Regions from separate parts of the Cricetulus griseus genome. Here region 2 is linked to region 1. The links are chromatin contacts, called in public Hi-C maps. All regions are on one chromosome and are shown on one strand. The core of a region is the stretch at or near the end of the contact, and the rest is flanking DNA. Distances in the headings are between cores, read along the strand shown.

Region 1 (3,019 bases), core at 265-2,764:
TCTAGCCTCAGAACAGTGGCTCTCCAACAGTGTCTTGCTTTATGGTCCCAGTAGACCTTGAACCTATAACCCTCCTGCTTCCACCTTCTGAGTTTTCTGGGATATGCCCCTACACTTACTATGGAATACTCTACACTCAGCCATCTATTTTAAATGCACCAAATGTACACTGAGAAATAAGGTATTACTTTCCAACTTTTTCAGTGAAAGAATTTTTCTGACATGTAATAACTTATTTTATAATCCACAAAACTCTGAAGTATACAGATATTATTACTTTGCAGATATAAAGCCCAGTACAGCAAGAAGTTATTATTTGTACAGGATTAGACAAGTAGAACTAGGTTCAAATTACACAACCAGGCTCCTCAAGCTACACTCTTCTGAAAAATAGACAATAGATTATAGCTTCTTTAAGTTCCTATTACTATGAACTAAACCCCTTACTATGTTCTAAACCCCTTCTTTTTGCCTAGGATGAAGAATCAAACATGGTGAAAGACCCCTTCTTTACAAAGATTTATTTGTATTCACTTTTTTCCTTAATGCTCCTCTCCAGCTCCAGTCTAGCTCCACGAAACCACACCTGCTCTAGAATGCCACATAAATGGAATCGTAACTGAATGGCAGCTACTGGAGTCATTTTCTCTCTGGTAGCAGGCAGCGGGGTTGACAGCATTGCAGATTCTCTAAGTGCTGGTGAAACAATAGTGAGGGCTGAGGGCTGAGGGCTAGTGAGTGGTCTGCTGTATTTGGTAGCCATGGATGCTGGGCACTGTAGGCCTATGGCTAAGTGCTCCCGAAACTGGTGCCATTTGGAAAGGACCTGCTTCCTCCTGGGAATGCACAGGGTGGTGATGGGCATGCCTTAAGCCTGCAGCCCTGAGCAATGCCTCCGGGCTGTGCAGATGACAGGTCTTTCTGTTAATCTTATCCAAGACAGCATGCAGGAACTGGAAAGGAAAGATTTGCAGAGGAGTATGTCTTAGAGATACAGAAATCGTTCAAATCAGGCTTCCACTTGAAATAGTTTCCGTTTTCCCAGGCATGTAGATTTCACGGACTTCAGGTGATACATTATTTCAAGCTTCTCAGAGAATTGTCTTGGTTGAGCCAGGCATCCAGATGTATGCATGTTTTTAAATTCTCGGGCACGTCCGTCAGCTAACTCAGCCTCTCTGGTGTCCTGTGCTTTGACTGTTTGCTGATGGGAAGCAGATGTGGCTTTCTCCCCACTCCAATTTTTGTTTATGTGTGGTCATTTCTTTCTAAAACTCAGTGGAATCTCATGTTGCCATTTCTATGAGTGGCTTTTCTTTCTTGTTACTGCTGCACCTCCATTTTACCATTCAAAATATGAGTATCAGTCATTGACAGTTGATTAAAGTGTGCTTACGGGCATATGGACAGATGGAGGAATGACATCATGGCTCCCACTTCCCCATCTTCCAGATGGCACTTTCTAAGGACAGATAGCAGCATTTCCTCTTAGACACAGCTCGCTTGCTCGCTGCTTGGAACAGGCTCTGTTTCTCTTAGACATAGACAATGCGGCTGGCTCCCTTCCTTCACTTGGGGATGCTGCGGCATTTCCAGAATTTCTTGTTGAAATTAAAACTTCAAGCATTAACTACACTTCCTGCTTCAAAAATTTTAATTAGACACAGCAAGAGAGCAGCCTGCTGACTTAGAGTCCTGACCTATTTTTGCATGAAATGACTCATTGTTGGGATTGTATTGAATGGTGGATCTCTGCTCTGTGTTTATTACCCATGGTGGATTTGTCTTCTGACGGTAAATGTGAAGGAGTCACATGCTCTAATACTGCTGTGGGGCTTTACCTGGATTACCAGGACTCTAGCACTAATAACATTTTATATGCTGTTCTTTCAAAGTATAACTTGGTTTTTAAATCAAAAAAGAATTATACTACATATCCTCTTTCATGTTTTCCTTGTTCTATACAACATAATGTCTATGCGCTCACCTAGATGTGTGTTTTACTAGTACATTTACTTATATTTCCAAGTAATATGTTGTATAAATATGCTGGAATTTCATTTATTTACTTAATTCAAGTTTGAGAGCTTCCAGAAAAAAAAAAAAACATTATTGTATATAGTATTGCCGTGTCATTGGCAAATACATGGAGTCACTGTTTATCTACAGTGTACAAAATAACAAGTTTCATTATGATGTTTTCATATATGCAGTTGGCTTGTGTTCATGTTCACTCTCCCACCAACCTCCTCCTCTCCCACTCAGTTTTATAAGCTAAGTCATATCAAAGACTCATATGAAGTTGTAAGAAAGAATAAAGTGGGGTTGGAGATGGCTCAGTAGGTTTAGAGTACTGACTGCTCTAGCAGGACACAGGTTCAGGTCTCAGCACCTACATGGCAGCACACAACCTTCTGTAACTTTAGTTCCAGGGGATCTGACACACATTTCCGCTCTCTAAGGCGGCAGGCATGCACACAGTGCACAAATACACATGTGGGCAAAACATTCATGTACATATATAAACAAAACTATCTTCCAAAAAGAAACACTGAAGACACTAACTACACAGACACTTGACTCAGCTCTCTGAGTGGCATCCTAAAAATCGTCATGTGTCAACTGCTAAAATGATATCATGGAGCCAGTTATAATACAGAACACGGCATACGAAATGTGCTGCTCTTATAGCCACACTTACTTCTGACACAAGCTCTACTCTGCATATTTTCTACCCTGTTCCTTTTCTCTATTGATTTATTTACTTTGTGGTTTGTGATTTATTTAGGGAAAAGTCTGAAACTCGCTGTGTAATCCATGCTGACCTCCAGTGTTGCTGTTACAGTGCTGTAGACCCCATGGTCAGTTTTTTTTTTTTTTAACCTTGCTCCTTAACTGCTGGAAACCACTAATTTACCCTTTATTCCTATAACATTAAAGACAGTGTGAGATAGTAATTTGGAATAATACAAATGCAAGCCTGACATGATACCTCACATCTATAATAATTGTACTTGGG
Region 2 (3,019 bases), core at 133-2,632, 140 kb after region 1:
TTCTATGTCTTCCTTTGTTTCCCTTCCCCCCGCCACTCCCAATTCTACCAGTGTGTCACTTCCTCCTCAAACCTAGAACCTGACCAAAAATAGCTTCCCATCTAAAACATTTCTGGTGATTCATGGGTGTTCTTGGTGAACAGAAGTATCCATTTGGGACCTTTAGGAAGTATAAGCTATCCTTGTACTACAGCTTACAGAGCAAAACAGCAAGGTAGAGCATCTTATAGAAGCCATGTGTGGTAGTACATAGCACTATGGAGGATATGGCAGGAGGATTGAGAGTTGAGGCCAGACTAGATATAGTAAGCTCCAGGCTAGCCTGGGTTGTATATTGAGACCCTGTCTCAAAGCAAAGTGAAAAGAAAGGAAACAACAAAATAATACAAAATGGTCCCATAGCAAGACCTGCTATTTGTTATGCTTCAACTTTTCTTCTAAAAAGAAGATTCCACTGATTAGAGTCTTCTTCTCCTAGATGACCTGGTTAAAATAGTCTTTATTAGTAGTAATGTTATTGTTGTTACTATTATTATTAAGACAACTCTGTGTATGGAGTCAATTACCTCCTACCACCTTTACCTAGTTTCTGGGGATTGAAGTCAGGTCCTTAAGTACTCATGCCTCTGAGGTCATCTTACCAGCCCCAGCCAAAGGTTTTAGCAAGGATATTCCCACTGCTCCCTAAACCCTACCACCTTGCAAATGTGCAAACTCATCTTATAGGTACATCCTTTGCTGCAATGTGAAGCATGGACAAACTGGGTGGGGAATGTGGGTCTTTCTCACTCCTAATCAAGTGCTCTGAAAAAATTGCAAAAGTAGTTCAGCACGGAGAATTGAAAGTCATTGTTTGGATCACTTTGTCAAAGGAACAAGAAGATTGTCATTGGGTGGGGGGTGACATAACCAATATGTAGATTGAGAACACTGAAGGATAGGGTTTGAGGGAAATTTTGGTTTTGTCTTTTTGTGTTCAATGAAAGGCAAACACAGTGTCTGGCTCCAGCTTAGTCATTAATAAATGAGAGAGGTAGCTGCTACCCAGTATTTGCCGGATGCTGGTACTTCCTCTGGGGATCTGGGTATTGATGCAGAACACTACAGAAACTTGGAAAATGAAGGATCGGGAGATTTAGTCTCAGTTTGTCCCAAACTTGGTCAGGTGTCCCTTATCCATCCCTCACAAGTCATTTTCTTTTTCGTAAAGGAAGAGGTAATGACATCTTCTGCCTCATCTGGCTCCCTGGGGCTTAGGGAAGTAGCAGCAAAAATAAAGATAGGAAAGAGCTTTGACAAAAACAAGCTCTGCAAATGTGATGGCTGGGTGCTATGGTGACATCCTAGCTAGCAATTATGTTCTCCACAGAGGCGACTGTGGGCACAGAGTGAGTCATCCTCTCACTCTCAAAGCCTGAGGCCTTGACAGGGGAGAAATGAGGTGAGGTTTTTGTTAAGAGGTTTTTTTTTTTTTTTCCTTTGGAGAGGAGAACTGAACAGAGGTAGACAGCTTCCCCTACATACACAGTTTACCACAGATGCCAGGCTCTTGGGGGACAAAACAAGTAAGGACTGGCCAGTACTTTTGAAATGTAATTCTGAGATTCAGGGTTCACTAAACTATTGGGGGTCCCTGTAAGACTAAAAGTTGGGGACCAAATTTTCATTCAGTCCTAGTTCTAAAAGCCAGGTAACAGCCACTAATTCACTTGGCAGCTGCTGGTAAATGTCATTCCCTCTCAGAGTCCTTTGTACCTGTAGCAAATAGAATGAGCTAGAATCCTAGCATTGCATTTTCAGAATCCTGGGGTGCTACTTAGTGGACTTGAAGCCAACCCTAGCTTTGCCACAACCGTATTTCTTAGACAACTTCTTTCTTGGTCCTCAGTTTCCACAACCATAAGAGAAGCATTTTAGTAGGCTTTGTATATGAGTTCTTAAATAGGACCCAGGAAATATGGGCTTTAAGTTTATTGACACGGAATGTGTAATTATCCTAGTGTAGGCTGTCTTCAGTCATTCTTTAGGTCGCAGTTTCTTCTAGATTTTTTTAACCTCAGTGGCTAGAGATGGAACCCAGGACCTTGAGCATGTTAGGCAAGTAATCTACTACAGAGCTACACCCAACGTTTCTTTGTCTTCGTTATAAAGAGATCTAAATACAAATTATCTGACATATACTGTGATTCTGACAGCCTGCGGTTCTAGTTTTACAAGTAGTGGAAAGGAAGTGAAGCCAGGGAGAGGCCACACCCAGAATCATTTCTCATAAACTTGGCTTGATCGCCCTCTATGGGTCTGAGATGAGCATGCAGGCCCAGCCTGACAATGAGCTAAGGCAACTTAAAAAGGTTGAGACAGAATGGCCAAGAAGCCTGCTTCACCAGATAGGGCCAGGCACAGGCTGTCATAAGCCCACAGACTTCCAGACCTTCTTAATAAGAGGGATCCATTCCAAAGTGTGTGTTAGAAGACTAGTTCTTCCCATCCACTCACCAGAAACAGGAAGCCAGAACTTAGAGAGCAAAGCCAGGAGGTTTTCTGCCACAGGCAAAGTAGGCAGGTTTAGGAGGAGTGTCATTGTACCATGAAACTGGGTCTGGGAACAAAGTAGCTGATGCCTTAGAAGTGTTCATATGAGAGACAAGGAAGCCTTCTTAACTAATGACAGAATTTACTCCAATTAAAGATATTTCAATATCTTCACTGTATTATCTTTCTGTAGCTATGGGAAAATTCTCATCAATTTTAAATAAGGAAATATTGAGTCAGGTGTGGTGGTGCGTGCCTGTAATCCTATTACTTGTGTGGCAAAATAAAAAGACCGCCACAATTTCCAGGACTGCCATTTTTGTTCATTATTTCAGAGGTTTCAGTCCACAGTTACTAGGTCCTATTGCTTTTGGACCTGTGTCAAGGAAATATGCCATGGCAAAAGCATGTGGTAGATGGCAGCTGCTATCATGATTTCCAGGAAACAAAGAGAGGTAGAAAGGGCAAAATCCCAATGATTTAACTT

Evidence for each region. A called contact is a pair of places that touch in the nucleus more often than the background predicts.
Region 2: a Hi-C map of liver shows a contact between it and region 1, with 4 times the contacts expected there. The contact joins two enhancer-like sites. A contact is called at or near these places in 4 of 8 Hi-C or Micro-C datasets (the CHL-YN cell line, the CHO-K1 cell line and liver).

Annotation. Positions count from the first base shown.
Region 1 is chrX:73,992,832-73,995,850 of CriGri-PICRH-1.0, forward strand. No RefSeq gene overlaps it. Among named protein-coding and RNA genes, the nearest start is that of Msn, 74 kb to the right of the region's middle. Within about 2 kb of position 1,515, at least 1 of the 6 cell types and tissues checked has open chromatin away from gene starts, as enhancers often do.
Region 2 is chrX:74,130,054-74,133,072 of CriGri-PICRH-1.0, forward strand. No RefSeq gene overlaps it. Among named protein-coding and RNA genes, the nearest start is that of Msn, 63 kb to the left of the region's middle. Within about 2 kb of position 1,383, at least 1 of the 6 cell types and tissues checked has open chromatin away from gene starts, as enhancers often do.